Regions from separate parts of the Mus musculus genome. Here region 2 is linked to region 1. The links are chromatin contacts, called in public promoter capture Hi-C maps. All regions are on one chromosome and are shown on one strand. Each heading gives the region's core, a stretch centred on a gene start, on an enhancer-like site or on the middle of the called end of the contact. The rest is flanking DNA. Distances are from core to core; before and after follow the strand shown.

Region 1 (2,991 bases), core at 220-2,719:
GAAAGTAGAATAGGAATATCTTGCTTACAGACTACTAGAGTTAATGGAGTGAAAATGTCTACTAACCAAAGTGGTCTACAGATACCACTCAATCGCTACATAAATTTCATTAACATTCTTCCCTGAACTAGGCAAACCTTCAAATCATAAGGAAATGCAAAGATACCAAACAAACACAGACATCTTCAGTAGAAAGAACATGACAGTATCATAATACTGATCTCAATTTATACTGTAGAGTGTTAGTAACAAAAATTGCATATTGTTGGCAGAAATGCCAACAAATGTATCAAGACACAGGGCCTAGAAATAAAGCCATCTGATTTGTGACAAAGACATAAAAATATATACACTGGAAAAAAGACAGCTTCTTCACACATAGAAGAATGAAGATGAAGCTTTATTTCTCACCTTACTCAGATGTCAATTAAAAATAGATCAAAGACCTTGTTGTAAACTCTGAGTATCTGAAGCTGTTAGAAGAAAAAGAAGGGGAGACTTTTCAAGTTATAAATACAGGCAAAGCCTTTCTAAAAAGGACCTCCACAGCTCAGGAAGTGAATCCAAGAATTGACAAGTAGTGTTTTATAAGAGTATAAAGTTTCTGCCCAGCAGAGGAAGAGACAGCTTCGGTAGGAGAAAATATTTGCCAGCTACATGTCTGGTAGAGAGCATCAACAGCTGGAACATATAAAGAACTCGAAACTCTAAATACCAGAAAATCAAATAGCAATTCCATAAATGTGAAGCAGGAATAAACAGTTGAAGAAATGTTCAGCATCCTTAACCGTGGGGGGATCCAAGTTAGAACCACACATTGCACTTGCGATACTGTCCGTCATTAAGAAAACAAAAGGCAACAGATAACAGTAAAGGTGTGGCAAGTGAGAACCCTTATATTCCATTGGCAAGGCTGTAAACTAAATTAGTCTCTATGGAAATCAGGACAGAGGGTCCTTAAAAACTTAAAATAGACCTTACTATGCCATTGAAACCTGTGACCTAATGATACCACTTCTGAATATGGTTCTGAAGAACTCCAAGTCAATATATCAGAGAGATGCTTGCACATCCGTGTTCATTGTAACACTCTTCAAAAGAGTCAAGTTAGGGAATCTGCCTCACTAGCAACAGATGAACTGACATAGAAAATGTGGAACCTGTGTGCTCTGGGCTTTTAATCAGCTATAAAGAAGATAAAATTGGGTTGTGACATGTGAAATAATGTACACTCAGAATGACAAATAACTATTTTCTTTATACTATTGATACTAGATTTTATACAGATTCATAAACTCTCTCTCTCTCTCTCTCTCTCACTATGAAGAAATGAGACTGGGGGAAAGGAAAGGGGGAAGGTGTGGGAGCTGAATATAGACAAAGCACATGATGTATTTGAATGCCAGTGTCTTCAGGCCCAGCATCACTGTGGCAATGCATGTACACCAGTTAACTCCCCAGAGAGGAGCAACAGTATCTCTCTCTGCAGCTCCAAAGCTGCTAAGCTCCAGTGACTGCTCTGGATTGCATTTATTAGCATTGTTTTTGGTTTTGGTTTTAATTTTACCTCAAGCTCTTGAATCCATGTATCTTCCTTTGTATTTGCAAAAGATGTTTTTACAGTGTACTGACAGTCTTGATGGATCTTGATGCGAAAACTCAAATAGACTTTTGAGGATACTAGGAGAGTGGTTATGTAATGTGCATAGGGTTAGAGGGAAAGTAATTGTGATCACAGGGCGAGGGTGGGAAGCTCACTATTTTGCCAGAACCATGAGATTGAATCCAGTGTCCAAGTAGACATGTAGAGTTTAGTTGTTGAAACTTAGAATGAAGACTTAAATAGCTTCCTTAATCCTTTGCTGCCATAGTCATCAAGTGTAAGAAGCCTTGGCTTAGCCTTCTAGGTGATGAAAGATCTATGGCCTGTTACCCATTTTGCCCCAGTTAACAAGCAGCTGTGTGAACAAAGCCTTCTGGGTGATCTAGTCCCAGCCTGTCAGTTGACTGCCAACTCACAGAGGAGTCAGAACTGGGCAGCAGAATCTTGAGTTGATTACAATAATTACTTATTATATTTCATGTGCTTTATTTTTAGGAGAACATCATACTAAGGATTTTAATGAAATAAAACATTATTCAAATATATTTAGAGAAAGTGGTTTAACTTCTTAATAAAGATAGATAAAGCTTCATGCCAATAATCTCCATCTGGCTGATTATCCGGGCCAGAGTTCAAAATACATGTACACCAAGAGCAAAAATTTAAAAATAAATAAATAAATGAATAAATAAATAAATAAATGTAGTACAGTTGTCTAATTAGTACAGTCACAGGTGTCAGAGAGAAGAGATGGTTTGTGCTGTAATTACTGTAATTATAAAACCTTAAAAACAGAATTCTGAGGATCAGACCATCAAGAGTCCAACTCCCAAGGAAATAAGAACGATTGTTTTACTACTTACAAAATCATCAAAGTAACATTATAGAGAACAAGAACATTTTTACATATACATTTTCTTTCATTGAATATATTTATTTCAGAAAATTGGAGAAGAGAGAAAAGTTATATTGTTCCGGTCCAAAAAAAAAAAAAGAAAAAAGAAAAACTAACATAAATATTGTGTTTCAAATTCTTCCTATCCACAATCACTTGATATCATTACATCTTTATATTTTTTCTATTTTCACTGTGGCATACAATAGTGCAAAGGTTCAATCATGGTATATGGTCCTGGCTGGCCATGTAGCCTAGGCTGACCTCTTACTCACAGCAACCTTCATTCTTTATCCTTTTGAGCACAGGCATTGCAAGTGCTTTGGTACCCCTGGCTGCTAGCCATTTCCTTTGTGGTCCCACCCCCCTTTTTTTAAATGTGTTTTGGAAATGTGTTCTTATCTTTATCACTTAATTTGAATTACTTTTAGGTGGACTGTACATTTATGTCTGAAATTTGTTTTTTTTTTTTTTTTTTTAGTCTTCTCGTGTA
Region 2 (3,229 bases), core at 312-2,811, 220 kb before region 1:
TCTTCTAAGTCAACCTTTACCTTCAGAAGGAAAACGTCTTGCCACAGCTACAATTTTCCCAAGGAAAATATGAGTTATTTAATCTAAGGGCACCTCCTTTTAGAAGTCAGAGTATATTCCCCATTTAAACTGAGCTGATGAGTTTGATAATTAAGACGAGGCACTTAGGACTCAGGCAATGCTAGCCTACAATCTGGGGAAAAAAAGAGCGACATTCTTGCCTAGCATTTCCGTAACAAAAACTCTTTTGATGCTTGACAGACTAATTTTTTTTTAATTTTAGCAAATGTCAGCTATCATTTAGAAAGTATATATTACTTGTACATTTGTACTCTATAGCGTCTGTATTTTTTGAATCCTCTAAAAGATGACAATTGAATGTCAGTGGTTTCTTACCTTTTTATGTACACATTAGATCTTACACACAGAGATGACAAATTAAAAGCTACCACCAGCTCCAACAAAATCACCTCATGAAATTGCGAATGTGTGGAAGTTCTGGTTTTCTGCATTATTATTTCTGTATTTATAAATTTTAAAGACAATGAAGACAAGTTTTATTAGAGCTATTAAATGACCTAGATAAACTAAATTCTTGTCCAACTTTAGGAAAGAGTTCTACTCCTCTCTACCACTGGATGTGTACACATGACAACCAAGTATTATCATACAACAATGAAGTTGTCCTATTAGTCATGTAGATTCCTTTCGATCTTAAAAAATAAAAAAAGTTTTTATGTAACTGTAAGTGATCTCCAAGTTCTCAAATGTATCCTAAGCAAAATGAAGACAGATAAAGATGTTTTTAAAGTAATATTAGTAAGATCATATTGTCACTATATTGTATATGAAATGATTCATCAGGCAACTCACACTCTGTTCCCCTGAACAATATCCACGTAATCTTCAGAGCGAGCATAGTACCCATCAGGACTCAGTGCTCCCCAAAAGTTGGACCACAACTTTCCATGACGTGTCACAAGAGGAGCAATGATTTTCCTAGGACAGAAAACCCACAGTGTTATTAACTTTTAAATATTCATTGGAGTTGTGTATTTTGCAAGACATATAACATGGTGAAGTTCATTTAACATATTATAACAACACATACATATAGACACATATGTAATACACAAATAAATATTAGTCTCTTCGTCTTTTCTTCAATAGATACACAAAATTTTCAGTTATGTTAATTAAAAAAGAAAAAATGGAACATTTATTGAAAATGCTAACAAAATACTAAAATAACTTTTTAACAGCATGTTAGTTACATTGAAGAGAGTAAAACTAAATTGTTTCCTTGTGTTTAAATTAAATTCTAGTTTAACTGGCAAACTGAACACTCTCTACAACATTAAGGTAGCCAATGAATATTTGTTGAACAAAAAACAAAATACGCAGATGGGCCGAGACACTGATGAGTCAAGGTTCCTAAAACAAACCCTAATCACTTTACCATCTGTCTCCGGGATTTTAGGGCTTTTAAAACTGGGTTATAGTTGTAAGCTGGCCTAACAGCAACGGATACGTCAGCCTTCACTTCAGAAAACAAAACAGAGACGCTTGCCTGGAACTCAAAGTCCCTTAGGAAACTAGAGTTTAAATGTAATTGCTAACGCGTTGTGCTGAGACGGGACTTTGAGTGGCCTGCAATGCATCAACTTCAGAGAAGGTTATAAAAGCAGGGAGACCTTGACACTCTTTTCCTCTTGCCCCTCCTCTCCTCAGAACATTCCGAAGAATGTTACGAAGCAGCAGGCAGCCCTGAAGAAGCCCTGCTCCTGACGCTGAACCACCCAGTGTACACGTCCACAAGAGTCAAATAATAAGCTTACTCTTTATAGCTTACCCTGTTGGTGGCCTTTTGTTATAGCCATAGCAAACACAGTAAGACACTGTGACAATATTCTGCCTTAACAGCTATTTGGAAAGTGGTACCTTTGAGACAAACACAGTACCAAGCATTTGCACTACACAAACTGCCATAAAATTAACTCATCTGTGCTGGTTAGTTTTAACTCTCAACACAACAAAACTTAGCATCACCAAGGAAGAGAGAGTCTTAAAGAAAAAAAATTTTCATAGAACTATAGTTCTAAAATCAGGTATTTCCAATAATCTGATCATTCCACAGCGAGCTGTAGTTGTACCTCCCGTTGTGCTGATTGTTCCTGACTCTAATTGAAATGGAAATTAAAAAAAAAAAAAACTTCTAGATCGGGTTGGCCAATGGGCATCTCTCACGGTGTTTTAATTGTTTACTGAGGTGCGATGACTCAGTCTATTGTGGGCGGTACCATTCCCTACACAGGGGATCCTGGGTAGGAACAAAAGAGAGAAAAACTAGCTGAGAATAAGCAACCAATTATCTAAGAGCAATTATACTCTCTGCTCTTAACTGTCGATGTGACAATTTAAATTCCAACCTTGACTTGTGCTGACTCAAGTTATGACTACATGTGCTGAGTCATGTTATGCAGCAAAAGGAGCATGTCTCCAAATACAGGATGGGCTGATGCAGCATAGCAGACTCCCTATGTGTAACAGTCAAGTCATGCTGACATTTCAATTTTATTGTGAGGAACAATTATTAACGCACACACACAGCACAAATGTGCGCCATGAGGACCAGAGAATAAATAGCAACAGACTCAGTAGTAGCTGTATTATAACAGGTAGGATTAAGACCCTTGTATCCGCAATGCCTTTATTCGATTTCAATTCGAGTCAGCAGAAATTAGTACAACAGAAAATGCAACTACAGCGCGCTGTGGAATGATTGGAGTATTGGAAAATTTGGATTTTAGAACTACAACTCTACGGAATAACTGATGAGATTTAGGAAAGTCTACATTTAAAATATCTATAAATGATAAAAATTAGAAAATTTACTAGTATTGGATATCTTAATAACACAATTAAATGTTGCTTATATAAAAATAGACCAAATGCCTTTAAACAACCACTTTTTGACTGTAAATACTATTAAACACTTTTGGCTCTACGACTGCTAACAGAATATTTAGTACAGGGAACTTAAAGAGTACAGAAGAAAGTTGAATGTGACCTACCTCGAATTATTACAGTTAGATAGTATGCCCTCACAACTGTGGGCAATTACCTTATGACTAATTAATTCATACCTGTTTTGTTCAATCAAAAATTTTAAAGTTCTTGGGTTTGTCAAAACAACATCTGCATCCACACTAAAGTAGTAATCACACTT

Evidence for each region. Capture Hi-C pulls out chosen DNA fragments and counts their contacts.
Region 2: a promoter capture Hi-C map of adipose tissue shows a contact between it and region 1. The contact joins two enhancer-like sites. A contact is called at or near these places in 1 of 39 promoter capture datasets (the C10 cell line), 15 of 484 Hi-C or Micro-C datasets (the C10 cell line, the G1E-ER4 cell line, the HPC-5 cell line and 10 more), 1 of 115 datasets of contacts at active chromatin or transcription factors (large pre-B cells) and 1 of 9 other capture datasets (adipose tissue).

What each region holds. Positions count from the first base shown.
Region 1 is chr9:92,377,114-92,380,104 of GRCm38.p6, reverse strand. No RefSeq gene overlaps it. Among named protein-coding and RNA genes, the nearest start is that of 1700057G04Rik, 69 kb to the right of the region's middle. Within about 2 kb of position 1,469, at least 9 of the 459 cell types and tissues checked have an H3K27ac peak or open chromatin away from gene starts, as enhancers often do. A contact at or near this core is called in adipose tissue, where this site is marked.
Region 2 is chr9:92,596,358-92,599,586 of GRCm38.p6, reverse strand. Plod2 (procollagen lysine, 2-oxoglutarate 5-dioxygenase 2) reads right to left here. Exons shown (of 19, transcript NM_011961.3): 11 at 3,147-3,229; 12 at 874-999. Among named protein-coding and RNA genes, the nearest start is that of B430319G15Rik, 55 kb to the right of the region's middle. Within about 2 kb of position 1,561, at least 29 of the 459 cell types and tissues checked have an H3K27ac peak or open chromatin away from gene starts, as enhancers often do. A contact at or near this core is called in adipose tissue, where this site is marked.